6 separate regions of the Mus musculus genome follow, and regions 2, 3, 4, 5 and 6 are each linked to region 1. Evidence: chromatin contacts called from public ChIA-PET, Hi-C and promoter capture Hi-C data. All regions are on one chromosome and are shown on one strand. The core of a region is the stretch at or near the end of the contact, and the rest is flanking DNA. Distances in the headings are between cores, read along the strand shown.

Region 1 (4,386 bases), core at 248-2,747:
ACCAGGGTTCAAGAAGTAGAGTTTGAGTCCTGGCTGTGCCATCCCACTGCCCGGGCACTTAGCATAAAGTACAGTGGGCATCAGCTTCCTCATTGTAAAACAGAGATAACAAAGACATCATGAGAGTACTTACTACACAAGGTTATTTTGAGAACTGCTCCTAAAAAGCCCCTGTAATGGGACTCTACCAGACAGTGTGGCCTAGAGTAGTTAAAGACCAGGATTTATATCTGGATCCTGGTACCACCATATAAGCAGCATCACGCTGATTGGCCTTATTGTTTTAATTACTTTTTTACTTTTTTCTGTATGGGTATTTGCCTGCATGTTTGTCTACATGCCAGTTTGCCTTGAGAGTGTAACACTGTCATATCCTTAGACTGGAGTTATAATATATACAGTTGTGAGCCACCACAGAAGTGCTGGAAATTGAGCCTGGGTCCTCTGAAAAGCAGCCAGTGCTCTTAACCACAGAGACATCACTCTATCTCTTCTTTCTTTCTTTCTTTCTTTCTTTTTATTCTTTCTGTTTTTGCTTTCTTTTGCTTTTGTTTAATTTGGTTTCCTGATGCAGGGCCTCTCTACGGAGCTCTGGCTGTCCTAGAACTCACTCTGTAAAGCAGGCTGCCCTCAAACTCTGAAATCCTCCTGTCTCTGCCTCCTGAGAGCTGAGATGAAAGATGTGTGCCAAGTATGTGACATCATTCCCAAAAGGAAGTGATTTGCCCACTCACCAAAACAATCCAGACCCTAACTCGCTGGAATGAGGTGGGGGCGGGGGGGGGGGGTGTCTTACATGTGTGCACTTCAGGGCGTTCAGCAAACTTTGCCAGCACAGGGCCCAGGGCTCACCAACCTCAAAACTAGGCTGGAAGGAGGAATCCTCCCCATAACCCTATGAGGAAGAAACAGTTGTTGTATGAGCCTGTATGTGTTTCAGGGGTGAAGGGAGTTCCTGGATGAAAAACAAAAAATGATCTGAACTTTGGGCTCCAAGACAGAAGCAGTAGCCTCTGACCTTGCTAACTTCCAGCGCGAACCGGGGCAAGCCACCGCTGTCCCTTTTTCCTCAACTGCAGAACAGCTCCCCTTTGGCCCTGAGGGTCTTCCGGGATGCAAAAGATGCAGAAAAACAACGGAGGGCTGGAAGGAGAACGTCACGCAGGGGCTGGAACGAGGTCGCTGAGTGACTGACTACGGGCTCCGATCGGGGTACAACGCCCAGAGGACGGGAACGCAGACCCCGGGGCCAGGCTGGCTCTGTGGCTTGAGGCAACCGGGTCTTGAGGCGGGGCGGGGCGAAGCTTGGAGGCCCCGGTGGGAGCCGGTAGCCCCCAAACTGGCCCGAGCTCAAACGGGCGATCCCCGGCCGCCCTCATTCGCTCCCTCACTCACCCGCGGACCACGCGCTACCTTTCCTCAGGACTCGCCACTCGCCCAGTACCTCTCTCCGGGTCACCCATCAACATGGCCCCTCTACTTCCGGGGCACGACCTCGCTCGCGGGGCCGACGGAGACGCGACAGGGAGCGCGGAGGCGGGCGGAGGCGGAAGCACTTCCGGTCGGCCCCTCCGTAGCCTCCCTCCGGAGGCGGAGCCCGGAACTTAGTCCAGCGCTGCCCGTCGTGGGGCCCCGCCCACAGACGCAGCCCCGCCTCCTAGGTGACGTTACCTAGCTCCACGGCCCCTCCTCCGAAAGCGTTACTGTGCAGTCTCTGTGTAAACTCAGTGCTGGCTGGGTGTGGCTTAAGGGAGGAGCCGCAAGTCGTCGCCCTCCACCTGCTGCCTACGTCTGGCCTGCGAGAGGCTCTGACCACACTGAATTGATTACTTGACACACTGCATTTTGTCCAACCCAACCTCTCTGTTTGGTAGACTTCAGCATTCCAGTGTTACACTTGGGAAAATCGAGGCCGAGGGAGGCAGGGTCATTTGCACTGAAAGCTGAGCCCTGCAGAGGCTCACAGTGGGTCCAAGCTCAGTATTCCTCCAAAGTGTGTGGCTTTCCATTCTTTTAGGCCGCCCTACTTTGCTTTTTAAAGAAAGAAGTTTGTGACCCAAATAAATCTAGTTTGTGAAATTTCCAGCTAGAAGACCGGGTAACCTATCCCTCGGGACAGTCTCCTAAGTAGACGAGTTTTCCACTCGTAAAGGACAAGGAGACCCTCTGGGGGAGACCTTAGGATTACCCACTCACACACAGAGTCTCGGATGTCAGGATTACCTTTTCCAGATTCACTAACCTTCCCACACTCACCCCACTCCTGCCCCATGCTCCCAGTATAATGGGGGCTAAACATTAAAGTGTCTTCCAGCCCCCACATATCTGTGGTGTTTTGGAGACCAGAGACCAGCCAGCCGAGACACTGATGCAAACCTCAGGGTTCAGCCAGGTTTCACAGAGCATGGGCAATCTGGGATCCTCTGGACTGGGTACAGGACTGGACATAACTATCAACTCACATCATAAGGAAACAGGACCTTATAGGAATTGCAGCTCAAGGGGAACATTCATTTACCCAGGGCACAGGTTCAGGTACAGTAGGCATTTCACTGGTGAATGGATGGACTGTGTCTTAGTCAGGGTTTCTATTCCTGCACAAACATCATGACCAAGAAGCAAGTTGGGGAGGAAAGGGTTTATTTGGCTTACACTTCCATACTGCTGTTCATCACCAAGGAAGTCAGGACTGGAACTCAAGCAGGTCAGGGAGCAGGAGCTGATGCAGAGGCCATGGAGGGATGTTCTGTACTAGCTTGCCTCCCCTGGCTTGCTCAGCCCGCTTTCTTATAGAACCAAGACTACCAGCCCTGAGATGGTCCCACCCACAAGGGCCTTTCCCCCTTGATCACTAATTGAGAAAATGCCTTACAGTTGGATCTCATGGAGGCATTTCCTCAACTGAAGCTCCTTTCTCTGTGATAACTCCAGCTGTGTCAAGTTGACACAAAACTAGCCAGTACAGACTGGAAGGTCAAAGAAAGGTCAGGGGTCAGAGTGATCAAGTCTGTCTGGTTTGGAAAGGGCCTTTGTGCTGGTGGTACACTTGGGGCAGCGGGTTCAGTTTCCTGAGCCTTGCTTTGCTCCTGTGAATGCACTTGCCTAGTACACACATTGCCCTGGGATGCATTCAGTGCTGAAGGAGGACAAAGAAGATGACCTCATGGGACTAAAGATTAGAATTAAATGTCAGAGAGCATGAAAAGGTCGCCATTGTGGTTGGTGGCTTTTGTTATTATAAAACATAATTCTCTTTCATGCATGGGTAAGCACAAAGGGATTTGGAGCCAGGAAAAATTTTTTGGAAAACAGGGGCTTGGAGAGCTGGCTCAGCAAGTAAGAGCACTGGCTGCTCTTCCAGGGGACCCAAGTTCAATTCCCAGCACCCACATGGCAACTCCCAAATGTCTAAGTTACAATTACAGGGCTTCTGACACCTTCATATGCAAACATACATACAGCCAAAACACCAATGCTGGGGGCTGGTGAGATGGCTCAGTGGGTAAGAGCACCCGACTGCTCTTCCGAAGGTCCAGAGTTCAAATCCCAGCAACCACATGGTGGCTCACAACCACCTGTAACGAGATCTGACGCCCTCTTCTGGTGTGTCTGAAGACAGTACTTACATGTAATAAATAAATCTTAAAAAAAAAAAACAAACAAACAAAAAAAACACCAATGCACATAAAATAATATGTGTATATATGGAAATCCAGGACACTAGTTCCAGGATGGGCCCTCAGGGAAAGTCTCAATCTGAGGTCCCTTAGGAGGCCTCTGTGACCACGGGTCCAGAAGGCCAAGGCAGGATGCTGGGGGGGGGGGGTTGGGGAGGGGGAGGTCAGTGGGTAAAGCATTGTCCTGAGAACCTGAGCTTGAATTCCCGGAACCCATGTAAAGTCTGAGGTGGTAGCATGAGTGTTTGATGCCAATGTACCAGTGGGGAGACAAGCACAGGAAATGGGAAAAAAAACCCCTGCAAGGTCATAGGCCAGTTAGCCTGGCCTGCACAGAAGGGAAAAATAAGAGGTGTTTGTTCACCTTCAAACAAGGTAGAAGGTGAAGACCGTCATTCCAAGTTGTCCTTTGACTTCCACATAGGTGCTGTGGCGCCTGCATTCACACATGCACATGTGAACCCGCATGCATACACGCATGCACCACAAAGGTTTCAAAAGTGAACAAGACCCAGGTATGGTAGAGCACTCTTTAATCCCAGCACTCAGGAGGCAGAGGCAGGCCGATCTGTATGAGTTTGAGGTTATCAGATCTACATAGCAAATCCCAGGCCAGCCAGAGCTACACAGTGAGACCCTGTCTCAAAAACAAAACAAAACAAAACAAAACAAATAAAAGGATATTTTAAGATGAGCGCTAACGTGAGCG
Region 2 (4,459 bases), core at 1,836-4,335, 340 kb after region 1:
CCTGAGTGCTAGGATTCAAGGTATGAGCCACCATGCCAGTTTTTCCTGTGCTGCCGAAGATCAAACCCAGGACTCACATGAATGTTAGGTAAACATTCCACCAACTGAGCTACATCCCTAGCCTAGTACTGAAAGACCCCACCATAAGGCTTAGCAAGCTAGCTGCAGTAACGCCATTTTGCAAGGCATGAAAAAGTACCAGAGCTGAGTTCTCAAAAGTTACAAGGAAGTTTAGTTAAAATATATGGCTGAATAATACTGGGACAGGGGCCAAACAGGATATCTGTGGTCAAGCACCTGGGCCCCGGCTCAGGGCCAAGAACAGATGGTACTCAGATAAAGCGAAACCAGCAACAGTTTCTGGAAAGTCCCACCTCAGTTTCAGGTTCCCCAAATGACCGGGAAATACCCCAAGCCTTATTTAAACTAACCAATCAGCTCGCTTCTCGCTTCTGTACCCGCGCTTTTTGCCCCCCAGCCCTAGCCCTATAAAAAGGGTAAGAACTCCACACTCGGCGCGCCAGTCATCCGATAGACTGAGTCGCCCGGGTACCCGTGTTCCCAATAAAGCCTTTTGCTGTTTGCATCCGAATCGTGGTCTCGCTGATCCTTGGGAGGGTCTCCTCAGAGTGATTGACTACCCAGCTCGGGGGTCTTTCAGTACCTTGTTCTTAAAGACCCCATGGTGAAGGGAGACGGGTGAATCGCAGTCCTTTCTAGTCACTTCATAGCACAAGAAGGTATCTTTCCGGCCTTTGGCATAGCCTAGGTTCTTAAAGTGGAACTTGAATGTTTCTTGAGATATCAGGTTTCTGCAAGCACAAGAGAGAAAACAGAAATTGCAGAGTGTGCCCTGGAGTGACCCCAAGCAGAACAAGGCCCCAAAAGTCCTGAGGCACCCCCAACTCCCTGAACCTTTGACAATTTCTGGAGTCCTTTCCAAGCAGGAAGACAGAGGGAGAGGAGACAAATCTTGCCGCCAGAGAGGTGCCCTCCTACTTGGGCCCCACGCTGTTCTACCTCCAAGTCCTACCCAAGAACATGCACAGCCTGAGGAAATGAAAGGCTCAAGATTCTTCAGCCTCTCGCTGCAGCTCCTTCCAGACGGGACACCTCCATGTGGGATGGAGGTTTTAAAAAAATCAAGGAAATGAGACCAGAGAGATGACTGGTCAGTAAAGCGGCTTGCACACAAGTCCTGATTCTCAGAGCAGATATAAAAGCCAAGTATGGGGGTTGTGAATCTACAACCCTGAGTTGAGGTATCAGAGATAGGAGGATCCCAAGAGCTCATTGGCCAGCCCGCTGGAACCCACAAACTCATTTTGGTGAAAGACTCAAAAAAATAAAGGGAAGAGCAACTGAGGAAGACAATTGACATCAACCCCTGGCTTCCAGATGGGCGCCCGAGTTATATACTGTGCCCATCTCCCAGGCCCACCACACTATATACTGTTAGAGAAATTCCTAACGTCACATGGGCAATCTAATGTCTCAGGATTTCTCGAACCTGAACTCATCAAGTCCTTCCCTGACCCTGCAGGCGAGGGTCCCCCCAAATAGACAGGGAAAGCCCAAGCCTGTAACTATAGTCTTTAAGGAGCAGAAACAAGAAGATTATGCCAAGGTCGAGTCCTACTTGAACTATATAGTGAGTGCCAGGCTAGCCAGGGCTTCATAGTAAAATCCTGTCGGGGCTGGGGTGGGGGAGGGTGGGAGAGGGAGACAAGAATGTAAAGAACAGCAACAACAACAACACAGCCAAACTACCACCACCATCACAATAAAATTCCACAATATAATAACAACCAAAAATCAGGAGACAGGGGGCTGGTGAGATGGCTCAGTGGGTAGGAGCACCTGACTGCTCTTCTGAAGGTCAGGAGTTCAAGTCCCAGCAACCACATGGTGGCTCATAACCATCCGTAACGAGATCTGACTCCCTCTTCTGGAGTGTCTGAGGACAGCTACAGTGTACTTACAATAAATAAATCTTAAAAAAAAAAAAAAAAATCAGGAGACAGAGTCTGGATCCCTTCCCTCAAAGCTGGCTAGGTATTAGTGGCCTGGGAGGACCCCAGGCTGGACCCTTTCCCTCATAGCCAGCAGCCTGTAGAAAAGAGCTGGAAAAATCAGACGTCTATCAAGCCTTGGTCAGAAGAATGGGATCGGAGGCTTATCTCTGACTCTGGAAGGAGAGGTGACATCTGGGACTGGTTACAAGGCCACACCCAGGGGACAAGGCTATTAACAGATAATTGCTGATAACTGGCTTCAGGAGCCCTAATCCTGGAGACAGACAGCTGGCCAGGGGCTTTCTGTTGAAGACTGAAGACATGCTATTCTGTGATATGACTGTCGCCTCTCTCTATACAGGTCTATCCATCACTGGACAGGACAAAGTTGCTCAGGGTGAGGTGAATTGGTTCGAAAGACGGGCCAGGGAGATGGTTCAGCGGGTAAAAGTATTAGCTTTGAAGTTAAAGCCTGCATTTCCACCACACCCACGCATGCACGCACCACTTGCAGCTGGGCTGCCCACGGGACAGTGGCCTCCACCGACATCACAGGCACCAGGAGAAGGGACAAAAATCAGAATGTCACCCAAGGGAGTAGGCAGTATAACTTTCTTCTTATATGTAGGTTTAAAATACACTCACATCTCTCTCTTTCTTTTTTTTTTTCTTTTGTTTTTTTCGAGACAGGGTTTCTCTGTGTAGTCCTGGCTGTCCTGGAACTCACTTTGTAGGCTGGCCTTGAACTCAGAAATCCGACTGCCTCTGCCTCCCGAGTGCTGGGATTAAAGGCGTGCGCCACCACACCCGGCCACTCACATCTCTTGCCATTGGGCATGTATACATATGTGTATGTGTTCTGAATTAATATGTGCATGTCTGGGGGTCAGGAGAAGGCCTTGGATTCCCAGAAGCTGTAGTTATAGGTGGTTGTGAGCCATACCATGTGTTTGCTGGTAGCAGTTGGTCCTCTGTGGAAGGTGACAAAGGTTCTTAACTGCTGAGCCATCTCTCTCCAGTGCCAACCCCGCCCCCTATTATTTCTCTTTTTCTCTTAGCTGACTGGTGTGGTTCCGAGAAGTCTCCACAAGCATCCAGGCAATGGGTGTGTTAGGGGAATTTCTCTTTACCCTTTCCCTTTCCCAGCTCAGAGTGGCTACTTCTGGAAAGGTGGTTCACATTGCCTTAGAGAGTGGTCCCCTCTTCTCCCAGTATCCCCTGAGGTTGGGTTAAAACAGCACGGATATTCTAGGACATCTATCGAAAGTTCTCCATACATGGTCGTCCAAAGTCTGCTTCCATGGATTTCTCTTTAAAATTTGAAGCCCAGACCAGCCTAGCCCTGGATCAGCATGAAGACCCAAAGGCGAGTAACCCCAGACTGAGAAGTCTCAACAGGAAGAAATATGGGTGACGTGGAGAGGGGTACAGGGTGGCCAGTTTAGAAGCAGCTATAAGGTAACCGAAGCGGCTCAGAACAAGGACCCTCGAGGGGAGTGGGAGCTACGGAGTATCCTGGAGAATGTGAGAGAGGAATCGGGAGCTGGGGACCTAGAGGAGAGGCTCGGTATACAGCAAAATGGGGGCCACCAGGAAGAGACTGCAGTGAAAATTTTGGAGGAGCGGGGCCAGCGGTACCTGATCGGTGAATAGCATTTGCGATGGCTGCATCCCAGACAGAATGGTCCCATCCCAGCTCTGGGCCCCAGGCGCTGGGGTTGCATTTTCTGTGAGCAGGCTATGGAAGACCCCCAGAAGTGAAACTGACCTCCCGGGCCAAGTGAATGCAGGCCCCACCTTCTTCCTGCATCAGCTCCCGGAATGGGAGGGCTCTAGGCGATCAAGCCCAGAAGGCTCCTGCCCACCTCTTTGTCCCTTGGCTTGGCAGAGACCTGCTCCTCTGTACAGCGGCCCGCGGGGATCGCAAAGAGAAAGGGAAACTAACTGATGGTAGAGAGAAGCTGATGCCGACCGCGGTGAGGGTAGGACAGACGCCCCAAGGGTGGCCCCAGGCGTCTCCATCCAACCTGCCTAGACCATCCTGTGCCGAGCTTGCAGCCAAAGCTGCCAGTTGAACCAAGGGTTTGACTCTGTAGGTGTTAAGGAGTGGGGACCCTTACATTTTCTCCCTTCGGCTTAGGAGGGGAGGGGACAGCCTGGCTTCGCATTTCTAATTGTGGCTTGGATTTTGGCACCCTTCACCTCTAATTTCCCAACTGCCCCAGGTGTGGAGCTAGACTGAGATCAACGGGGAGCACAAAAATGGATCATTGATGGCTCCGAATCAGCCAGCAGCAGGTGGCCGAGCTGGTATCAGAGCCCGTCATCCAAGCTTGTTTCCCTGCAGATGAGGGAGACCGAAATGAGTTTACTGTTCTCACAGACCTGTGTCTCTCGAGGGCAGTAGCGTGGACCAGTCAAATGTAGCAAGTGCACGCTTCTGG
Region 3 (4,435 bases), core at 1,195-3,694, 300 kb after region 1:
GGTCTCTTACGGTCTCTTACTATTTTTCTGCTGGTCTGTTGAGGGCGGGGAGTAAACCTCTGACTCTAATTTGTGGATTCCTGTGGTTTTGTGTGTGTGTGTGTGTGTGTGTGTGTGTGTGTGTGTGTGTGTGTGTGTGTGTTCTTCCCCCACCCCTTCAGCTGTGGTGTTTTGCATGCCAATTCGAAGCCTTTCTCCTGGTAAAGCGGTCCCTTTATTTAGAAGGGGCTTCCTTTGTGTTTGTGATGCGTTTTTTCCCTCATATTTAAATGGCCCCGCCAGCGCCAGTCTCCATCCGGTTACTATCCCTCCTTTACAAACACCCCTTTCGTATTTACTTTGTGCAAACTGCATCAGCTGGGCAATTTCATGCAGCTTCATTTTTTTTTTTAATTGGCCCCAGTATTAGTTCCCTACGTTTACTGAATCACAGAACATTTGAACTTAAATCATGTGTTTATTTTTCTCTCTTCTTGCTTGGTTGCTTTTCTTGGTGTTTCTAACCTTGGCAACTTGTATTCTTAACGGATTTTTTTATTTTGCTCCGGGGTGTGTGTAAGGATATTAGAATACTTGAACTCCGCTCGCTGGGGTTACTCTGCCTCTTGTTAATTTCCCATCTTTTTTTGTGGTGGGGGTCGGGGGGGGGGACGCGGTTTCTGCCTTTTTTTTTTTTTTTGCCACCAGCGTTTTCATCGTCTCTTCCTCATTGCATCAGACCTCAGACCCCTCTGTCCTCCGCCCCACCCCCAGACTTCCCTGAGCCCTGCTTGTCTTGTTCTTGGGTTGGAATTCCCCTTAGGGATAGGGGAATTTCTAGGGTCTGTATTCGTAAATATCTTCATTGTACATTTGTTCTTAGTAGATGTTTCCATGGAATATTATAGTTCTCGGATGGTGGTAATTTTCTCTGGGGACAGGGACATGTCATCCCCTGCCTTCTGGCTTCCTTTGCACTTGATTTGAAAAAAAAAAAAAAAAAGCTCAGGTGCCAATGTAACATTCTTTTTCTCTTTTTTTTCTTCGCCAGACATAGGTGCTTAGAGTTTATTCTAAGAATAGGGAACCCCAGAATGCTTCTAAGCACTGAGTGACTCGGTCGGGTCTGGTGGTAGAAAGCGCACTGCGATCACTGGGCCCCGTGGGGGAGGGGATTGTTGCTAAGAATCCAGGCTGTGGGGGGTGGTGATGTTGAGGGGGAAGCCCTGAGTCTCCTCCAGAAGGTCAGAACAGCAGGAATTAGGAGGAAATGGGAGGAGTTGGGGACGACTCGGACCTGTCCTCAACAATGCCGAAAACTGAAAAGGCTTGGTGCTGGCTCCGGGGTGAGGACTTTTTTCCTTCCACATTTAGTTGAGGCAAACGGTCAGCAAACCAAGGGCGAGGTGGAAAAACCACTGGAGTCCAGGCTGTTGTGGGATCTGCAGACGGCAAAAGTGGGTCTCCACCTGCGACGAGGTGTTAGCAGCGCCTAGCCTGGTCCCTCAGGGAAGGGCGCTCGCGGTGCGTTTTCGCATCACCTACTAAGACTGGTTTGGGTTGATGGGTGGAAGCGTGCTTGGAGCGGGGGACTCAGAGGCACCTGTTCAGGCCTGCTTAGACTACGTACTCCGGGTGGAAAGCTTTGCTGTCTGTCCCTCCTGCCGCGCGGACCCGGCCGGACCTTGTCTCCTTTGTAGGAAAGGAAACTGGCTGTCCTAAAATTCACTGTTTTGAACAAAGTGGCCTCGAACTCATAATGATATGCCTGGCTCTACCTCCCGAGTGCTGGGATTAAAGGCATAAAGTACTACCTCCAACTTTAAAGGTTTTGTCTTATTTCTGAATAAATACTTATGTGTATGAGTGGTTGTTAGCCTGCGTGTACGTATGTGCACACTGTGTATGAGTACATCAGAGGATAGTATGGAATTCCATGGAGCCACAGTTGTGAACCATAATGTTGGAGGTGGGAACCAACCCAGGTCCTCTGAAAGAGCAGAAGTGCTATCTCTCCAATCCTTGTTTCAATGTATTTATTTGTGACAGGGTCTTACATAGCTAAGGTTGGCCTTGAACTCCTGATCTTCCTGCCTCAGCTGTCTAAATACTGAGATTACTTGCTTGCTAATCTCGGCTTTAAGGCCACTTCATTTCGGACCTTCTCAGTCTTTAGGGGGACTTGGGAAGACTGATCACGTCCAGCCCAGAAGCCGAACTGAGAGATGGGATGGACCTTAGACTGCCAGGAGCATCAGACCTGCTGCCAGCTGCCCAATTTGGTCAGCAGGCGGGGTTAAGGAGTAGGGCGTGGCTCCGGCAGCGAGGGGGCGGAGCTGACCCTCTGGGCGCTTTCAGAGGCACGCGCGCGCGCACCCGCTCTCTGGCGCTGGGGAAAACGTTGCGCAGGTTCAAAAATGGAACGTCGGCGGCGTGAGGGAACACTAGGGGGTGTGCGCGCGTGCGCGTGCGCGCCCGGACGAGCCTGACGGGGTCCCCGCCGTCCCGAGCATCGCGCGCAGCCGCCGCGGCCCCGCAGCTCCACCCCCGGCCCAGCCCGGTCCGGTCCTGGGCCCACTCGCCCGCCGCCCCGCATGGAGCTGTCAGCCATAGGCGAGCAGGTGTTTGCGGTGGAGAGCATCCGGAAGAAGCGCGTGCGGAAGGTGAGGCTGCTCGGGGGCGGCTCCCGGGACAGGGCGAGGTTGCCTCCCGCTCCTCAGCACCGCCCACTCCAGGTTGGGCAGAGCAGAAAGTGGTGCAGGGGTGACCTGGGGACCCTGGGCTGCCTGGCGGGTCTCCACATCCTGTTCCTCACTTTCCCCACCACTATGTAGGGCCAGTAGAGTTAAAGTTGTTGCCCTCGGATGTTGGTGCATCCGAGGCCACCTGGGATGGAGATGAAGATAGGACTAGAGATCCTGAGTTCTATTCCGTCTCGTTCCCTTTACGCTCACTTTCGAGGAGACTAAAGCTCAAGTTGATGAAGCAACTTGCCAGTGCGTTAGAGTCAAAGTGAGTCTCGAACTCGGCTCTCTGGATATTTAGTACCAAGTCCTTTGAAGTTGGCCGCAGAGCTTTAGGAAAGTCTCCTGTGGCCTCTGAAGTTTTCTTATTGGACTTTGACCTTCCCGATCCCAACCCCCCAGGGCACACCTTTCTTCTCCGCTCCCATTCCTCCCCTCCCCCAACCTTCCAGCCGGGTGCTGCTGCCCTGAAGCCTGGGCCACTGTTGTTGGGACATCCTCAAAGCTCCTCCCACCTCTGCCAAGGCCTTACACTTACACACACACACACACACACACACACACACACACACACACACACACACACACACACACACCCTGAGATTTAAGGAGGTGGTTTTGCCGCGCTTAGGGCCGCACACCTCAACCTGCAGTTTCCTGTCCAGACCTCAAGTCTGCGATCTTTGTGCACGTGCTTGCTGATGGGCTCTTCCCAGAGTGAACTTGGAGCTGGCCATATGCAATGAAAAGAGTTCCTGTCCTGGATCTAAGGGAGGGTCCCCTCTCCTTTTCTCCTTGCCATCTGTTTCGGAGGCTCCTGAAGCCACCTTTTTTCCATTTGGCTTAAGTGCAGGCATGAGAGTGTCTGCTGTAGCATCCTCAGCACGGGTTCCGGTGGGCCCAAGGTAGGTGGCTTGGAGCTTGGCGATCTATTGATTAGGGCTGCTTTCTTTCCTTGCTGTTTCTCGGTACTAGACTGAAGCGGGTATAGACATCATCTCCTCTAACAAGGAACAGAGAGGTGGGTCAGACAGGGGACTCATTCGCTCAACTCAGCACTCCCAAATCTCTACCGAGGCGGCAGTGTACTCTAGAGCTCAAGGCTCCCTTTTCTCTCTCAGAACTGGCTTTCTGGCAGAGGACAAGGATGCAGGATGAACGAAGGATGCAGGAGAAAGGAAAGGTGGATGCCTTTGGTGGACAAAGGCTTTTCATAAAGAGCTGTCCACTGCGTGGTGCTGGGGGGGACTCTTTGGCAAGGTGGATCAGAGAAGAGGAACTCAAAGCTCTCCCATGTTGATATTTCATCCAGTGCATGGTGCTGGATGAGACACTTAGAGACCCCTTTCCCTTGAGGCTCCAATTTCTAACAAGTGGAGGGCCTGCTGGGCTGCCTCTACCTGAGGCTTTTTTTTTTTTTTTTTGAAAGTGAGGAATCATGGTCCTGGCATGGTGGTCCTTCAGCCACCGCACAAGGCTCTACATGCACAGTCCCATGTGGTCTCAGTTTCTCTAGGATTCCAGGGATGTCTGGGACCAGATAATACTCCCGTGGGGCAGCAAGGAGGCCTGTAGGGATGTCGCATGGTAGCCAGAGTTTTGGGGGGTATTGACTCCAGGTTGACAATCTTGAGGTTCACAGGTTGGTGATACTGTGTTGTGGCAGAGGGTCCTATTGTCCCGCAGGTGGTGGTAGAGTATGTATGTCTCAC
Region 4 (4,647 bases), core at 814-3,313, 400 kb after region 1:
AGCCTGGTCTACAAAGTGAGTTCCAGGACAGCCAGGGCTATACAGAGAAACCCTGCCTTGAAAAACCAAAAAGAAAAAAAAAAAAAAAAAAAAAAAGAAATGTGAGCAACACAACCGAGTGCCAAAGGAGTGACAGTGGCCTCTAGAAGCCCCCTGAGGCCAGGGGCTGTTTATGTGTTCAGGGTTCTTAGCCTTGACTTTAGCTCAATGTCTGTGACCTGGGACATCTGCACTCCAGAGCGGGTCATGTTACGCTGCTCTATTTGGAGCTGTTTGTTACAGCAGCAACTTGACACAAATCCATCTACTGCTGGGGAACTATCTGCACCTTGAGGTCACGCAGGGAGAAAGGCAATTTTCTCACCGCACTGACTTTTGTTTCCCAAAGCTTCCACAATGGCTCACAAAGACTGCTGAGTGATCTGCTATGTGGATAGGTGGCCATCTTCTTCATCCTGTGGCCTCCTCAGCTTGCACAAGCACAGACACCCACACATTCAACTTACCTGCTCATCCACGCCACCCCACCGGGGCAGAACAACTCTCTACTTAGGTGATGTTCACCTCAGGTTTGCTGTCTTGCCAGCTAAGAGGATTTTCTCAGTAGCATAAAGACTTTGAGGGGGAGCAGAAGGATTTCAGTCAATGTACTTTCTATACATATCTGCAGGCGTGCAGGGATGGAAAGCTGAGATTTTCATCAGTGAATTTGCACCTTCAAGAAATGGTGCAATCGCGGGGAGACTTGTACAACCCTGTGCCCCCACCCCATTCTAATAAGCCAATCATGAAATCAAAAGATAATCCTGACCCTTACAAATCCCCACCCCTCCTCCAGCCCAGCCCTAGACAACAGGTGAACAGAGCAAAATCAGTGTTAATGTCCAATCAATATCATTAAGGGAGGATAGCATCTCCAGTGTGAATAGTACAACCCTATAGTGCTTAAACATTTAAATAGATAGAACATGTGTGCCTGTGTTCTCCAAGTAGGTGATGTATCTATGCATATTCATGCAGGCCCGAGTTTAGGGAAAGAACTGGGCTAGAGGACCCCAATGACTTAATACAGGTTATGAATTGCTCCTTCCCTTTCGTTTCCTTATTTATATGTGGTTAATTTTTTTTTCTTTTTGCAAAGAACAAGACCACTGGCCTAATGGAAACTCCGATTAAATAATTTTTCAATGTGTGTTTCCAGCGAGGTGGGCTACATCCAAGAGGGAAAGTTCCAGATCCCACTTGCGCCTCCCAGGAGCAATGGCGGAGTCATTCCTGCAGCTGTGGTTTGTAGAATTATGCTGTGGCCTGCGGCCTGAAAATCCCAATACAGATTTGACCATGAAGGCGGGTTCTGCTGAGTGACCCAAAGAAAGACTGCTTTGGACTCAATCTGGGATGCCCTGCGGTTCTCTTTTGAGACCTCTCTCTCTTTGGTTTATAAACACACTCGCCAAGGTCTACTTGTAGGTGTTGAGACCATGGTCGCAGGCCTGGGTCACCTCTGCAGTCACCCCCCCCCCCCCGCCGCCCCCTTCCTGCTGTGGCGTTTTTGTTTTAACTTATCTGAACCGGTTACAAAACCACACTCCCACGAATACATAAATAATGGATGGGGTGATGTGTTAAAGAAATCCCCACAAGGCCTGGCAAAGCTGCAGTGAATGCATTTCTGCTGTATCATATTTAACTGTTTGCAAACGTCTGCAGGAGGATGCACAGCGCCTAGAGACTCCTGGGCCTATCGCATCTCTCTGTCGAGGGCCTGGCAATTCTGGCATGAGGAGTTACAAGGAGGGTAGGAGGTGGCAGGGATCCTGGGCCTGCAGGATGAAGTGGGACAATGTAGGATTGCACTGCACCTCACTCGGCTTGGCAGCAGCCAAGCATCCATCGGTCTCCCGCCAGGACTGCGGGGGAGAGGACAGGCCCCTTTAAGAGCCTTCGCGCGCCCCCGCCCCGCGAGCGCTCATTTTCCCTAGCAACCGCCCCGGGGGAGGGGGAGGCCCTGGCAACGGCGCTCAGGCCCGGAGCATCACGTGACGGCCCGCAGCTGGAACGCGAGCGCGCGCCCCGCCGAGCGCCCGCCCGCCGGGGGCCTGAGCGCTGGGGCGCGTGCGCGAGCGGTGCAGCACCGGCCGCGGGAGCAGGGAGTATTATGGGCTGTGGGTGCCGCTGAGCAAGATGGAGCTGTCTGCAGTAGGCGAGCGGGTCTTCGCGGCCGAATCCATCATTAAACGCCGGATCCGCAAGGTGAGCCCTCGGCCGGGACAGCCCTGTGTTCCCCGCGGTGGTGTCGGAGCCCGCGGGGCCCTCGGGGTGCAGTGGTCCGGCTAGCCGGGTTCCCTCAGCCACCCCCGCGCCGCCGCCTCCTCGCGTCCCTGCATCTTCCCCACCCCCACCCCCTATTTTTTTTTTTTTCCTTTCTGTTTTTCAGGGACGCATCGAGTACCTGGTGAAATGGAAAGGGTGGGCGATCAAGTGAGTGTCGTGGGTCGTTGGCATGGGGACTGGGGAGGCGGCAAGAAGACACCTGGGCCTTGGATAGGGGGTGCGTGCTTGAGCCCTCGCGGTGTGCCCCTGCCCCTTGGGTTTTCATTTTGCTCTTCTGTACGCGTGACTCGGCAGGTACAGCACTTGGGAGCCAGAGGAGAACATTCTGGATTCGAGGCTCATCGCAGCCTTCGAGCAGAAGTGAGTTGGAGAAGCTGGCAGGCGCGGTGGGGCGCCGCGCAGGGAAGCGGGAAAGGCGGGCAGGGTCGGGGAGTGGGGCCCAGGAAGGGACCCTTTTTCATCTTTGGCGTTTCTTGACTACAGGGAAAGGGAACGTGAGCTGTATGGGCCCAAGAAGAGGGGACCTAAACCCAAAACTTTCCTCCTAAAGGTAACCTGGCCCAGCCCCAGCAGCCCCCGCTCGGGCCCCCAGCCAGGGCGCAGCACAGGGCCGGCCTGCAAGGGAGGGACAGATCCGCCGCTGCCTAGGCGGGCAGGCTTTTCCAGAGGGGCCCCAGCTGGGCAGGGGGTGGTTGTGAGTCCCTGACAAGTCCCTGGCAGCGGGCCGTAGCCAGCCCAGCCAGAGGGGCCTGGGAGTGGGGTAATCAGGGATGAAACCAGGAACTGGGGGTGGGGGATCGACTGTGCTCCAGGAAGCGGGTGAGTGAAGCAGGTGGGGCATACTCAGGGGAGGAGGTGACTGGGAAGTTCTTTTCGCTAGTGAGACCCTTCATCTCCTCCAGCCTTGAACACACTGGCCTGTTTTGTGATTTAGAGTCTTGGAGCTGTTGAGTATAGATAGGCTTACCTCCTGGCAAAACACTGGCCTCCCATGCCCTATAACTGCCCACCTCCTTTGGAGTGTATTCTGTACCTTCTCCCATAGCACTTGGGGGCCCGGCTTGAATTTGACCTTAAATTACTTCAACCTGAATTTGATCATTCACACTGGACTACCAGCTTTCGGGTCCTGAGCCTGTCTACCCCTAATCCTGATATTTCTGGAGGTTCCAATGAAGATGGGGTGGGGCATGGTGAACATAGCCTGTTTGGCAAGAGAGCGAAGAACTTCATGGGAAGCCATCTTGGAGAGTTAGGGGTGTTTTTGTTTTTGTTTTGTTTTGTTTTGTTTTGTTTTTGATGAGGAAGAACAGAGCCTGGGAAGAGGAGAGCAAGACGATCCCTGATGGCCACTTAATGCAAGGCGGTCAGTGTCTGCCTCCGTAGTTTCCCTAAAGAACTAACGATGCCCCAGGTCTTCTCACCAAATTTGGCACCAGCACAACACGGGAAGAGCTCCTTGGAGAAGAGACTGCAAGATGCAGAACCTCTTAATCTCCAATTTGTCCAAAGAGCTCCAAGCTCAGTGGGGGAAGGGTGGACCAGACCCCGCTGTCTTGGCCCCCTGCGCTGTCTTGGCCCCCTCCGCCAGCCAAAAGACTGGGTGTAAAGAATTAGCCTTGGACCAAATGCAAATGTGGCAAAAAAAACCCCTTGGTTTCTGGAATCCTATTGTCGCGTACCCCTACTCCCCCGCCTCTAGCCACGGTGCATCTTCGGGGATTAACTCAGCAACCTTAACCCTGATGCTTGATGGTGGGGAGGGAGTGGGCAGAGCAGCTGGAAGACTGGTGGGCTGTGTTGACAGCTTGTTGGCGCCCCTGGAGCACCCTCTAGTGGTCAAGGCGGTAATGATCTTGAGTATGGATTCTCAAAATGCCCTTTTCTTAAAAGTTGTCATTTCCCATTTGTTTTGGAACCCAGCAGTGCTGAGTCCTCTGCACGAATCATCTCCTTTAATCGTCTCAACATCCCAGTGGAGTTGATAGTACTAGTCCACTTTTATAGGTGGAAGTTGAACACACATCTGTAGGAAACAAGGCTCAGAGATGCTAGGGCAGGGGGTGGAGCTGCCTGCTGTAGAGCCTTAATCCAGAATTTAGGAAGCAGCTGGTGTGAAGGGATGCGGAGGGAGGTAGCTTAGGCTGGACCTGTTGCTTTGTGAGTAAGAGGCAGTTCAGCAGAATACACAGGTTTTTCTGCAAGGAGGAGTGCTGAACATCCTGGCGCCTTCTTGAGATGGCTGCCACGAACCCATTCCACACCATGGAAAAGAAACAGGTTAATAAGGTACCCACCACCACAGAGAGCTAG
Region 5 (4,753 bases), core at 417-2,916, 380 kb before region 1:
TCATGTGTTTGAAAACCCTCCATCTTTTGCTCTGTGGTCACTGGGGCTGTAACATTGCTCATACCCATAACACACTCCCTGTCGGTCTCCTCTTTTTCCCCTCCCTATCCGTGCCTGAGGTTCTCGTCACTCTTGTTTGATCAACACACACACGTGTAGCCCAGAAGACTCTGTGATCACAGCCACCTTAATCTTTTTGTCATTTTTCCTTGTGTCATCAAATCCCCGTTTATCATTGGAACGCTGGCCATTTTTCAGCTCACTGGTTTCCAAGCCTGCAGAAGCGAACATTAACTCAGACAGTCACTTACCTGCCTTCAGTCCATAAGTCTATTCCTGAAACCCTAGAGGTGCTGACAGCTTCATAGAGCAAGTCACCCCGTAAAAGCACTAAAAGTTGCCAATCAAAGGGATGGTATTAACTGGGCTTGGTGGTGGTACATGCTTATAATCCTCAACACTTTGGAGGCTGAGGCAGGAGAATCACAAATTTGATATTGCCTTGGAATTCATAGTGAGTCTCTGTCTCAAAAAAAAAATCAGAAAACAAGACAAGCAAAAACCCAGTTAAAGGGATATTATTTTGAATTTTGCTGGTCAAGTAAATAATTAGAATTTTCTCATTTTAGGAAAATGTAGGCCTTCCTTGAATGAGTTTGGTTATCTATCCATCTATCTATCTATCTATCTATCTATCTATCTATCTATCTATCTATCATCTATCTATCTATCATCTATCTATCTATCTATTATCTACCTATCTACCATCTATCTATCTATCTATCTATCTATCTATCTATCTATCTATCTATCTCCATACAGGGTCTCATACTGGATACAAAGTCAATGCTGGCCTCAAACTCCCGATTTTCTGCCTTTATTTCCCCAGTGTCACGATTACAGGTAAGCACCACAGCCAGCTGGTCTCTCTTTCGTTTGTCTTGGCACTTTTGATCAAGAAAGGCCCCCAACTTTGGGCTCACCAAGTTGGCAGCAGTTCACAAAGCAATTTGGGTTTCTCCTCAGCGGGCATGTAGGTGCAAGGGAAGCAGCTTGGTTGTAAAATGCAAGCAAACTGCTTGGCATGTCTGTTACATTGAACAAAAATGTCTCTCCTCATCCCAGACATTGCTCAAAGAAGAAAAAGGGGAGGAGGAGGGGGGGAGGAGGAGGAGGAGGAGGAGGAGGAGGAGGAGGAGGAGGAGAAGAAGAAGAAGAAGAAGAAGAAGAAGAAGAAGAAGAAGAAGAAGAAGAAGAAGGAAGAAGAAGAAGAAGAAGAAGAAGAAGAAGAAGGAAGAAGAAGAAGAAGAAGAAGAAGAAGAAGAACAACAACAACAACAACAACAACAACAACAACAACAACAACCCAGACCACCATAAATCCCAGATTTTCTTTCCTAAATATGACTGTTCCAGAGTCTTTCATCACCTGTCCTTGATCTCCTGGTCAAGGTCCAAAGGCCTCACCTCAGTCCTCCTCTAGCTCTAGAATATGTCACTGAACTTGAGCTTAGTATTCAGGATGTGGCCTGAGCAGGGTTGGGCGAAATAGGATGATCCAATTACTTTCTCTGCTGCTCGCATTTGGTAATTGTGTTATACATTGCTGCTGGCTGTTCAGGAGCTAAAATACTCTAAGGGTGCAGGTGTGTTAGACAGGAAGATGGTGACGCTAGGCCCCTTCTAATGTGGGAGTTCTGAACCACAGCACAGGGCTTCACGTGGCCCTGAATATTTTATTCTGTTTGCCTCTGTTCCTTTGGCCAGCTGCCAGTCTGGTTGGCCTGCAGGCGTTTTGATTTTTCTTCCTTCTCTTCTTCCTTTTCTTCCCTTACACCTCATTTTATGAGATAGCCTTTCCCTGGGCCAGAGCACACCTGTTAGGTACGCTGTATGATCAGCGAGCCCAAGGTTCTGCCTATCTCTAATTCCTCTGTATTGTGATCACAGGCACACACAACCACACTTGACTTTTAAATGCAGGTCCTGAGGCTTGAACTCATGTCCTTGTGCCATCTTCCAAAGCCCGACTCTTTCTTCTTAAGTGAACCAAGGGACATTGAGTCTTTATTCTATGATAAATAGACATGATCTATAATGAATGGATATGGCCTTTGGAGCTGGCCACAGTGGGATTCATGTCCTGGCTCTTTCCTTAACCAGTTGTGTGACCTCAGTCAACTAGCTATCTATGAGCCCCACCCCTTTACCTAAAGCCTCCTACTGTTGATCCATTAGTCAAGATTATTTCACTATCAAGTATAAACACAATAGAATAAGCTTTCTCTCTTTTCCTCTCTCCCTCTCTTTCTTCTCTTTTTAACAGGATCTCAGGTAGCCCAGGATGGCCTCAAACTCATGAGTAGCCAAGGAAAACCTTGAACTTCTGACCCTTCTGTCTCTATCACTTGAGTGTTAGCATTAGAGGCATATGCTACCACACTTGGTTTAATTTTTTTAAATAACCTACTGACTGCAATATCCCTTCTCTCTACCCCTCCCAGTCCCCCAACCTCCCCTTCCTTCCAGATCCCTTCTCCCTGTTTCCCTTCAGAAAAGAGAAGGCCTCCCAGGAATATCAATAGAGCACGGCATAACATGTTATATAAGACTACACACAAACCCTCAAATTAAGGCTGGACAAGGCAACCCAGTGAGAAAAAGAGTCCCAGGAGCAGGCAAAAGAGTCAGAGCTAACCCCCACTCCCATTGCTAGGAGTCCCACAGGAACACCAAACTACACAACCACAGCATATATACAGGAGACCTAGCTCAGACTCTGTGGTTGTTGCTTCAGTCTCTGTGAGCCCCTATGAGCTCTGCTTAGATGATTCTGTGGGCTGTGTTCTTGTGGACCACACCCAATTGTATGTGGTGCTGAGGCTGAACCCCAGGGGATATGCTAGATAAGCCCTCTAACTAACTCCTCGTCCTTCACTGCCTCCTAAATGAAGCATTTACGACCTTGTTATTATTTTTTTCCTCTAGAATCTGTAACAAATACAAAATCCAATACCAAAGTCCAAGCAGACCATGCCTATGACCCTTTCTGTATACGCCATTGGCACTCACGTCCATAGTGCCAGCTCTTTTACGCCACACTTTGGGAGAGTGGCCGGTACTCATGGGCTTTCTTGTCTGTTTTCTCTCCTCCTGCTTTGTCTCCCTGTCCTCGTGCCCCTTTGCAAATCACTCAGTTTACTTTTCTTGTATCTGAGAGGGCTGCTGTGGCCTTCCATCTTCCCACATCTCACACTTCCGGCCAGAGGGACCGGAGACCTTTGTGGGCTGACACTTTCTGATGCGTGCTTTCTGAGGATTGTTTTCCCATTCAGAATCAGTCCCTGTCACATCATCACATGACTTCTCTTAGCCACCCAAGCCTCTCTCATCATCTTGTCAGGCCTTCAGCAGTCTCCTGCTTTCCCCCGCCCCTGCCCTCAACCTGTTTCTCAAAATTGACTTCAGAATTCCAACTACCTGAAGCAAACATGTCTTGGCAAAGTGGCTTCTTGTTCTCCAGACACCCCAGGTACCCAGTAGCCTCTGTGTCAACACCCTTCTGCTGTTTGGCTCATACCACAATGTATAGATGTGCAGGTTGCTCACTGTACAAGGGTCCCAGCCTCAGACTATGTCAGCTAAAGTCCAATCATTCCTCTTCTAATTAAGCTGTAAATCCTGGCATGGATGTGTCTGTCTAAAGTTAAGAGTTCATTTTCTTTTTTTCTTTTTCTTTTTTTCTTTTCCTCTCTTTCTTTCTTTCTCTCTTTCTTTCTTTCTTTCTTTCTTTCTTTCTTTCTTTCTTTCTTTCTTTCTTTCTTTCTTTTTTGGTTTTTTCGAGACAGGGTTTCTCTGTGTAATCCTGGCTGTCCTGGAACTCACTCTGTAGACCAGGCTGGCCTCGAACTCAGAAATTCACCTGCCTCTGCCTTGAGTGCTGGGATTAAAGGCGTGGGCCACCATGCCTGGCAAGAGTTAATTTTCTATTCAAGTGGTGGTAGCACAAGCCTTTAATCCCAGCACTCAAGGCAGAGGCAGGTGAATTTCTGAGTTCGAGGCCAGCCTGGTCTACAGAGTGAGTTCCAGGACAGCCAGGGCTACACAGAGAAACCCTGTATCGAAAAACCAAAAAAAAAAAAAAAAAAAAAAAAAAATTCCTAGTCTAAGATCAACCCAACTGTCTTACTGGGGCCTGCTCTGTCACGCTGAATAACCTCACTCTCTCTGATTCTTCTTTGAGACTTGGTGTGTCTATTCCTTGCCTGAGACTGCATAAACCTGGCCTCTTCCACAAACTCTCTGGGCAATGTGACCCTAAGAAAGTTATCCAAGCACACTAAGCCTCGGCTCCTTCTGTCCTGTGTAGCCCGAGCTGACTTCACATTCACAGTCCTCCTCCTGACTTTGCTTCTCAACACGTGGGTTACAAGTTTGTGCCACGGAGCCTAGAAGTTTGTCTGAAAGATGTGGATAAAGCCAGAATGGTGGCTCACATCTGTCATACCCAGCATTTGAGAATCCTTGGTAGGATTGCCGTGAGTTCCACCCAGAATGGGCTACAGTGTAAGGATGGGAAAGAAGCAGACGCCTTTAGTCCCAGCACTCGGGAGGCTGAGGCAGGAGGATCTCTGTGAGTTTAAGCTAGCCTAGGTGACAGAGAGAGTTCCAGGATATTGAGAACTAGACTACAAAGAGAAACCCATCTCGAAAAACATACACACACACATATATACATGATTGATAGATAGAT
Region 6 (4,276 bases), core at 742-3,241, 340 kb before region 1:
TAAGAAACGCTGATGGAATCACACTTAATGACATATTTGTGAACAATTATAGACTTTTCTAGAGCCAGGAAAAGGGGCACATATTTTTTTTTTTTTTTTTTGTTCAAGTTCAGGCCTGAGCTCTTTAAGCTGCCAACAGCAGCAGGTGTTATTCTTTGGGAATCAACAGACACATGGAAATCACTGGCAGCTCTTCCAGAAGGCAATGGTTCCAAAAGAGCAGGCTCTGGGCAGCAGGAGAGATGCGTTTTGTACAAGAGACGAGAAGGAAAATGATTAAGATTTAGAGAAATAATAATGGACCCATCATGCGTTTTCACAGCGCCTTTCCCTAAGGTACATGGTATTTATGTTAACTCTTTTATTCTTATGGTGTCCCTCTGGGGTAGGTATAAAACAATGAAGGCCTGAGACGTGGAAGCTATTGTTAGAAGCAAAGGCATTTCTTTATATTGAATTGATCGATCACCTCCTTCCCCTCAGCTTCAGTAAAGCCATTTTTAAAAGATGAAAGCTATTACAATTTAGGGAGAATAAGATTACAGTTTACTATGTGGGAGACTCTCTGGGGTTGAGTTTAATAGGGTAGTTTTCTTCAGTGATGTGGGGCTGCCTCCTTTTACAGAAAACCAGAACACAAACACAAAAAAATTCTTAAAAAGGGAATAAGTTAGAAGTTTTTTAAAAACTTGGCATCGAAATATACTACTTGCAGGAGGATCTCTGTGAGTTCGAGGCCAGCCTATGCTACACAGACAGGGCAGACAGGGCTACACAGAGAAACCCTGCCTTGGTGGGGGGGTGGGGGGGGGGAGAGGGAGACACTACTTAATAGTGGCTGCTTCTTTCAAGAGGGCCTCTCTAAAATTATACTATGAATATCAAGCTTTGTAGGCCATGTTGATTCACTAAAAGAGACCAGGTTAAACTAAACGTTCTTTCTGAAATCAAAAATGAAGAAGAAAAAAAAAGGGACCCTATAACAAATTAGCAGTTTATAATAAATGGACCCATATGCAAGGCTCTTCCACTGAAGTTTCTCACCCTCCAACAATGTGTGCTCATCACTGCCTTATCCCTGCGGTGGTTTGGAGACCAAGTAGCCCCCCTTAGTCTATCTCTGGATGAGTACTTCTAATGATATACAAAGTGTTCCATATGCCTTATTAACAAGGCTGCACTTGAGGTTAAGTGGATGCAGTCATGGTTAAGTCAGTGAAAACCTGGTCTTTGCATTCCTTTCTCAGGTTCTGAAACAGATGGGGACAAGAGCAGAAACCAGAGATGGTCTTTAAAGATGCCACACAACTATTAATAAAGAGACAAAGATAGACAACACCCTCTCCTCATGTCTTCCCACGGGAAGTTTTCTCTTATTAAAGGAACTCAGACCAGTGTTCTTCGTAAAGAGAGCAAATGCCGCCAGAACTAGCAGTTTGGAGTTGGTGAAAAAATTGAGCAAGTCCTCAGAGTCTGGGCTCAATTCCCTACCACCTGCCACTCCCCGACTTCACTATTGAAGGGGGATTTTTTTTTCCCCCTCTGGGACCTCAACATCCAAGGTCTTTCCCAGAGATCGCTCTGAAGCCAGTTAGTAGAACTGCCGTTTTTTCCCCCATGGGCCCAGTAAAGACCAAGTTTTCTCTAGTTCGTTTGACAGAAGTTGAATCCAATCCCTACTAACGTAAGCCAACTAGATAAGAAGCCTAGGCTGATGGCTGAAGTATTGCCAGCAAAGTTCAGAAAACCAGTAGGACTAGCTTTCATTAGATTTGGCTTACAGAGAACAGAATCTTAAAAGCGCTCAAGGTTTCCAGAGGGCGTGCACCCACGACGCATGACTTACCTTTGGGACGCGAAGAGGTTGAGTTGAGCGTGTATCTCGGCTTTGACAACGAGTTATTAGAATTGCCTTTTGCCAGTGGGAAGATGCATTCAAATGTCAAGTTTACCGCGCCGCCTCAGCCTACAGGTCTGCCTTGTGCTGGTTTCTGAGCACCACACTGAAGCAGGTCGCAAGCCCCAGATCCATCAATACAGCTTCCTCCTCCCTGCCCCTTGCCCTCCTCCAAGCTCCCCCCCAGCCAGTCTGCAGGCAAACCACACAGGAACTAGCAGACACCCTGCTGCGCAGAGCTGGGCGTGAGCCTCAGATTATGTGGTTTTGTTTTCTAGCTGCTAGAGTTGAACCAAAACGCAGGAGGTTCACCGAAACATGCCTGCTCCTATTCGTTTCAGTTTTAACAAAACCCGCCTGCCCCCAACGCTCACATACACATACGAAAACTTCTGAAAACACGCCTGCCCCCAACGCTCACATTCACACAAGAAAACTTCTGAGTTTGGATATGATCCGGTAACAAGCTGCTGCTGGCCTCAAGGAAAAAGCCTGTTTTCACATCATTCCATCCGGAGAAATGCAAAGGCCACTGGGAAAAAGTTAAAGTCTTCCCTGGTCAATCATGATGTTAAAATCTCAGAGAAACCGCTTGCTAAGTGTAGCCAACCCATTTACATAACTCTTAGCTTGTGATACAAATCTTGACCCAAGAGAGAAGGAAGAAAACAGTGGGAGGCTCTCTAAGCCAGGAGTTCTGTTAGTGACACAGACACACGACACAGACACACACTATGGGGGTTAACTAGCCGATAAGCCAGGGGTTCTAAGTCCAGGCTTGCTATGGTCAAGAGTGCAGATCTTTCCTTGGACCCGTGGGACTTCACGTTCTCTTGAGCAAGCTGGACCCAAGGCTCTCTGACAATTTAAGAATCATCATCTCCCTCAACTTCCCCAGTTCTCACCTCCATATTTCTAACTCTCCCTGCCCCCACACCACCTGCAGCCCGTTGAAGTCTCTCTTCCTTTCTCTTTGTTCTTGTATCTCTTGCACAAAAAGGAGACGCATTTCAACTGGCTAAGCAAGGCCTTTAGAGTTTGGAGGCTGGATCCAAGGAGAAGAGGGACATTTCGGGATACCTCCGGCATGAATCTCTGCATAGTTTTTTCCCCATTTGATTCAATTTGAAGTTCTAAGAGTATAACTTAGACTTCATTCCTGACTTCTGAGGCGGTATCTCATTGCTTCTTTAAATGATAAACTTTACTAAAAAGTTATTTTATTTTAGTTTTTGGTTTGCAAGATAGAGTTTCCCGGAACTTGCTCTGTAGACCAGGCTGGCCTCAAACTCAGAGATGTACCTGCACTACCTCTGAGTGCTGAGATTAAAGGAGTGTACTACCACCACTGGGCTTGAAGATTTATATTTTAAAAACCCTTTTCTCATTATAATCTCTCACTTTTTTTTTGAGACATGTTTTCTTCTGTGCTGTAGCCCAGGCTATGCCTAGAACTCTTTGACTTCCAGCTGCAGCCTCAAGATTTGGGTCCAGCCAGCCCCAATGCTGGGCTATAGATGTGTACTACCATGCCTGCCTGATTATGCATTTTAATTGAAACAGGGAAGAAGGAGCCTGGTATAGAACTGGCACATTACTTTGGTCATAGTAGGTGCTCAGTAAATATTCATCAAATGGGCTAGAAGAAGTAATTTGCATCCTTAGTAATGGGAATGCAATGCCCATGGAGACCAGAAGAGTGCTAGGTCTCCTGAAACCGGGGTAACAGACCACAGTGAGCTGCTCAACGTGAGTCTTTACTGGGTCATTTCTCCAGCTTCTTTTCTTATTAATAAAAGTCTGAGGCCTGGAGAGATGGCTCGGCCGGCTCAGCACTGACTGTTCTACCGAAGGTCCTGAGTTCGATTCCCAGCAACCACATGGTGGCTCACAACCATCTGTAACGGGATCCGATGCCCTCTTTTGGTGTGTCTGAAGACAGCTACAGTGTACTCATACAAATAAGAGTAAACAACTCTTTTTTTTTTTTTTAAAAAAAGACAACTTTAAAAGAAAATTCTGTACAATTTTCTTAAAGCTAAGTTGCTTGTGAACAGGATAGCCACTGTTTTCACATTACAGAGCACTTTAAAGATAACACATCACACTAACACTGGCTTCAGGGTCCCACCTTTGTGATCTAAGTACCTTCTAGGGTCCCATCATTACATGAAACAGCTCCACTGCCAAGTTCCAAGGCTCCAAGAGCCCCTGGTCAGTATCTTTCTCAGTGGCAGTTCCCCAAGTCAGTGACATGGAATGGTTGGTTAACCAGGACCCCCTCAGCTTGCAAGGCTGGGGTGTGGGCAGGAAGGGGAACTGGCGAACAGTTCTATCCAGAGCCCCTTAGAAGGGTTTCAGCAGGTACCCTAATATGGA

What was found. Promoter capture Hi-C pulls out the DNA fragments that hold promoters and counts their contacts. Hi-C and Micro-C count contacts between places; a contact is called where the count stands out from the background. ChIA-PET counts read pairs in DNA pulled down with a chosen protein or histone mark. Capture Hi-C pulls out chosen DNA fragments and counts their contacts.
Region 2: a promoter capture Hi-C map of fetal liver shows a contact between it and region 1, with 3 times the contacts expected there. The contact joins the promoter of D730005E14Rik here to the promoter of Mief1 in region 1. A contact is called at or near these places in 12 of 39 promoter capture datasets (the 3T3-L1 cell line, 3T3-L1-derived adipocytes, cranial neural crest and 8 more), 1 of 484 Hi-C or Micro-C datasets (Th1 cells), 4 of 115 datasets of contacts at active chromatin or transcription factors (bone marrow-derived macrophages, effector CD8 T cells, embryonic stem cells and 1 more) and 2 of 9 other capture datasets (adipose tissue and pancreatic islet).
Region 3: a contact with region 1 is called in a promoter capture Hi-C map of pancreatic islet. The contact joins the promoter of Cbx7 here to the promoter of Mief1 in region 1. A contact is called at or near these places in 2 of 39 promoter capture datasets (the HPC-7 cell line and embryonic stem cells), 1 of 15 datasets of contacts at CTCF or cohesin (embryonic stem cells), 71 of 484 Hi-C or Micro-C datasets (the AML12 cell line, B cells, the Ba/F3 cell line and 46 more), 16 of 115 datasets of contacts at active chromatin or transcription factors (the HPC-7 cell line, T-cell acute lymphoblastic leukemia, astrocytes and 11 more) and 4 of 9 other capture datasets (adipose tissue, liver, macrophages and 1 more).
Region 4: a Hi-C map of the N1E-115 cell line shows a contact between it and region 1, with 4 times the contacts expected there. The contact joins the promoter of Cbx6 here to the promoter of Mief1 in region 1. A contact is called at or near these places in 4 of 39 promoter capture datasets (the 3T3-L1 cell line, 3T3-L1-derived adipocytes, maxillary cranial neural crest and 1 more), 1 of 15 datasets of contacts at CTCF or cohesin (the NIH/3T3 cell line), 6 of 484 Hi-C or Micro-C datasets (the N1E-115 cell line, embryonic limb bud, embryonic stem cells and 2 more) and 6 of 115 datasets of contacts at active chromatin or transcription factors (T-cell acute lymphoblastic leukemia, double positive thymocytes, embryonic hindbrain and 3 more).
Region 5: a contact with region 1 is called in an RNA polymerase II ChIA-PET map of effector CD8 T cells, with 10 read pairs. The contact joins the enhancer-like site here to the promoter of Mief1 in region 1. A contact is called at or near these places in 1 of 39 promoter capture datasets (the C10 cell line), 1 of 484 Hi-C or Micro-C datasets (B cells), 6 of 115 datasets of contacts at active chromatin or transcription factors (the 230-238 cell line, bone marrow-derived macrophages, effector CD8 T cells and 2 more) and 2 of 9 other capture datasets (liver and pancreatic islet).
Region 6: an RNA polymerase II ChIA-PET map of effector CD8 T cells shows a contact between it and region 1, with 12 read pairs. The contact joins the promoter of Grap2 here to the promoter of Mief1 in region 1. A contact is called at or near these places in 4 of 39 promoter capture datasets (the HPC-7 cell line, hippocampal neurons, macrophages and 1 more), 5 of 115 datasets of contacts at active chromatin or transcription factors (the SCID.adh cell line, bone marrow-derived macrophages, effector CD8 T cells and 2 more) and 2 of 9 other capture datasets (adipose tissue and pancreatic islet).

What each region holds. Positions count from the first base shown.
Region 1 is chr15:80,231,191-80,235,576 of GRCm38.p6, reverse strand. Mief1 (mitochondrial elongation factor 1) reads right to left here and starts at 1,497. Exons shown (of 6, transcript NM_178719.5): 1 at 1,396-1,497. It overlaps Gm46521 (a long non-coding RNA gene), which reads right to left. Exons shown (of 2, transcript XR_001781722.2): 2 at 4,196-4,386.
Region 2 is chr15:79,891,764-79,896,222 of GRCm38.p6, reverse strand. D730005E14Rik (RIKEN cDNA D730005E14 gene) reads left to right here and starts at 3,085. Exons shown (of 1, transcript NR_030675.1): 1 at 3,085-4,459. Apobec3 (apolipoprotein B mRNA editing enzyme, catalytic polypeptide 3) reads right to left here and starts at 3,815. Exons shown (of 8, transcript NM_030255.3): 1 at 3,654-3,815; 2 at 665-812. The coding sequence starts at 3,706.
Region 3 is chr15:79,930,655-79,935,089 of GRCm38.p6, reverse strand. It overlaps Cbx7 (chromobox 7), which reads left to right and starts at 2,444. Exons shown (of 7, transcript NM_144811.3): 1 at 2,444-2,642. The coding sequence starts at 2,574.
Region 4 is chr15:79,831,749-79,836,395 of GRCm38.p6, reverse strand. It overlaps Cbx6 (chromobox 6), which reads left to right and starts at 2,063. Exons shown (of 5, transcript NM_028763.3): 1 at 2,063-2,253; 2 at 2,438-2,481; 3 at 2,629-2,694; 4 at 2,818-2,884. The coding sequence starts at 2,185. It overlaps Npcd (neuronal pentraxin chromo domain), which reads left to right and starts at 2,063. Exons shown (of 9, transcript NM_001013362.2): 1 at 2,063-2,253; 2 at 2,438-2,481; 3 at 2,629-2,694; 4 at 2,818-2,884. The coding sequence starts at 2,185.
Region 5 is chr15:80,608,609-80,613,361 of GRCm38.p6, reverse strand. All of the region lies in intron 1 of Grap2 (GRB2-related adaptor protein 2), which reads right to left. Among named protein-coding and RNA genes, the nearest start is that of Mir6957, 35 kb to the left of the region's middle. Within about 2 kb of position 1,666, at least 29 of the 459 cell types and tissues checked have an H3K27ac peak or open chromatin away from gene starts, as enhancers often do. A contact at or near this core is called in B cells, effector CD8 T cells and pro-B cells, where this site is marked.
Region 6 is chr15:80,570,312-80,574,587 of GRCm38.p6, reverse strand. It overlaps Grap2 (GRB2-related adaptor protein 2), which reads right to left and starts at 1,991. Exons shown (of 8, transcript NM_001289442.1): 1 at 1,847-1,991.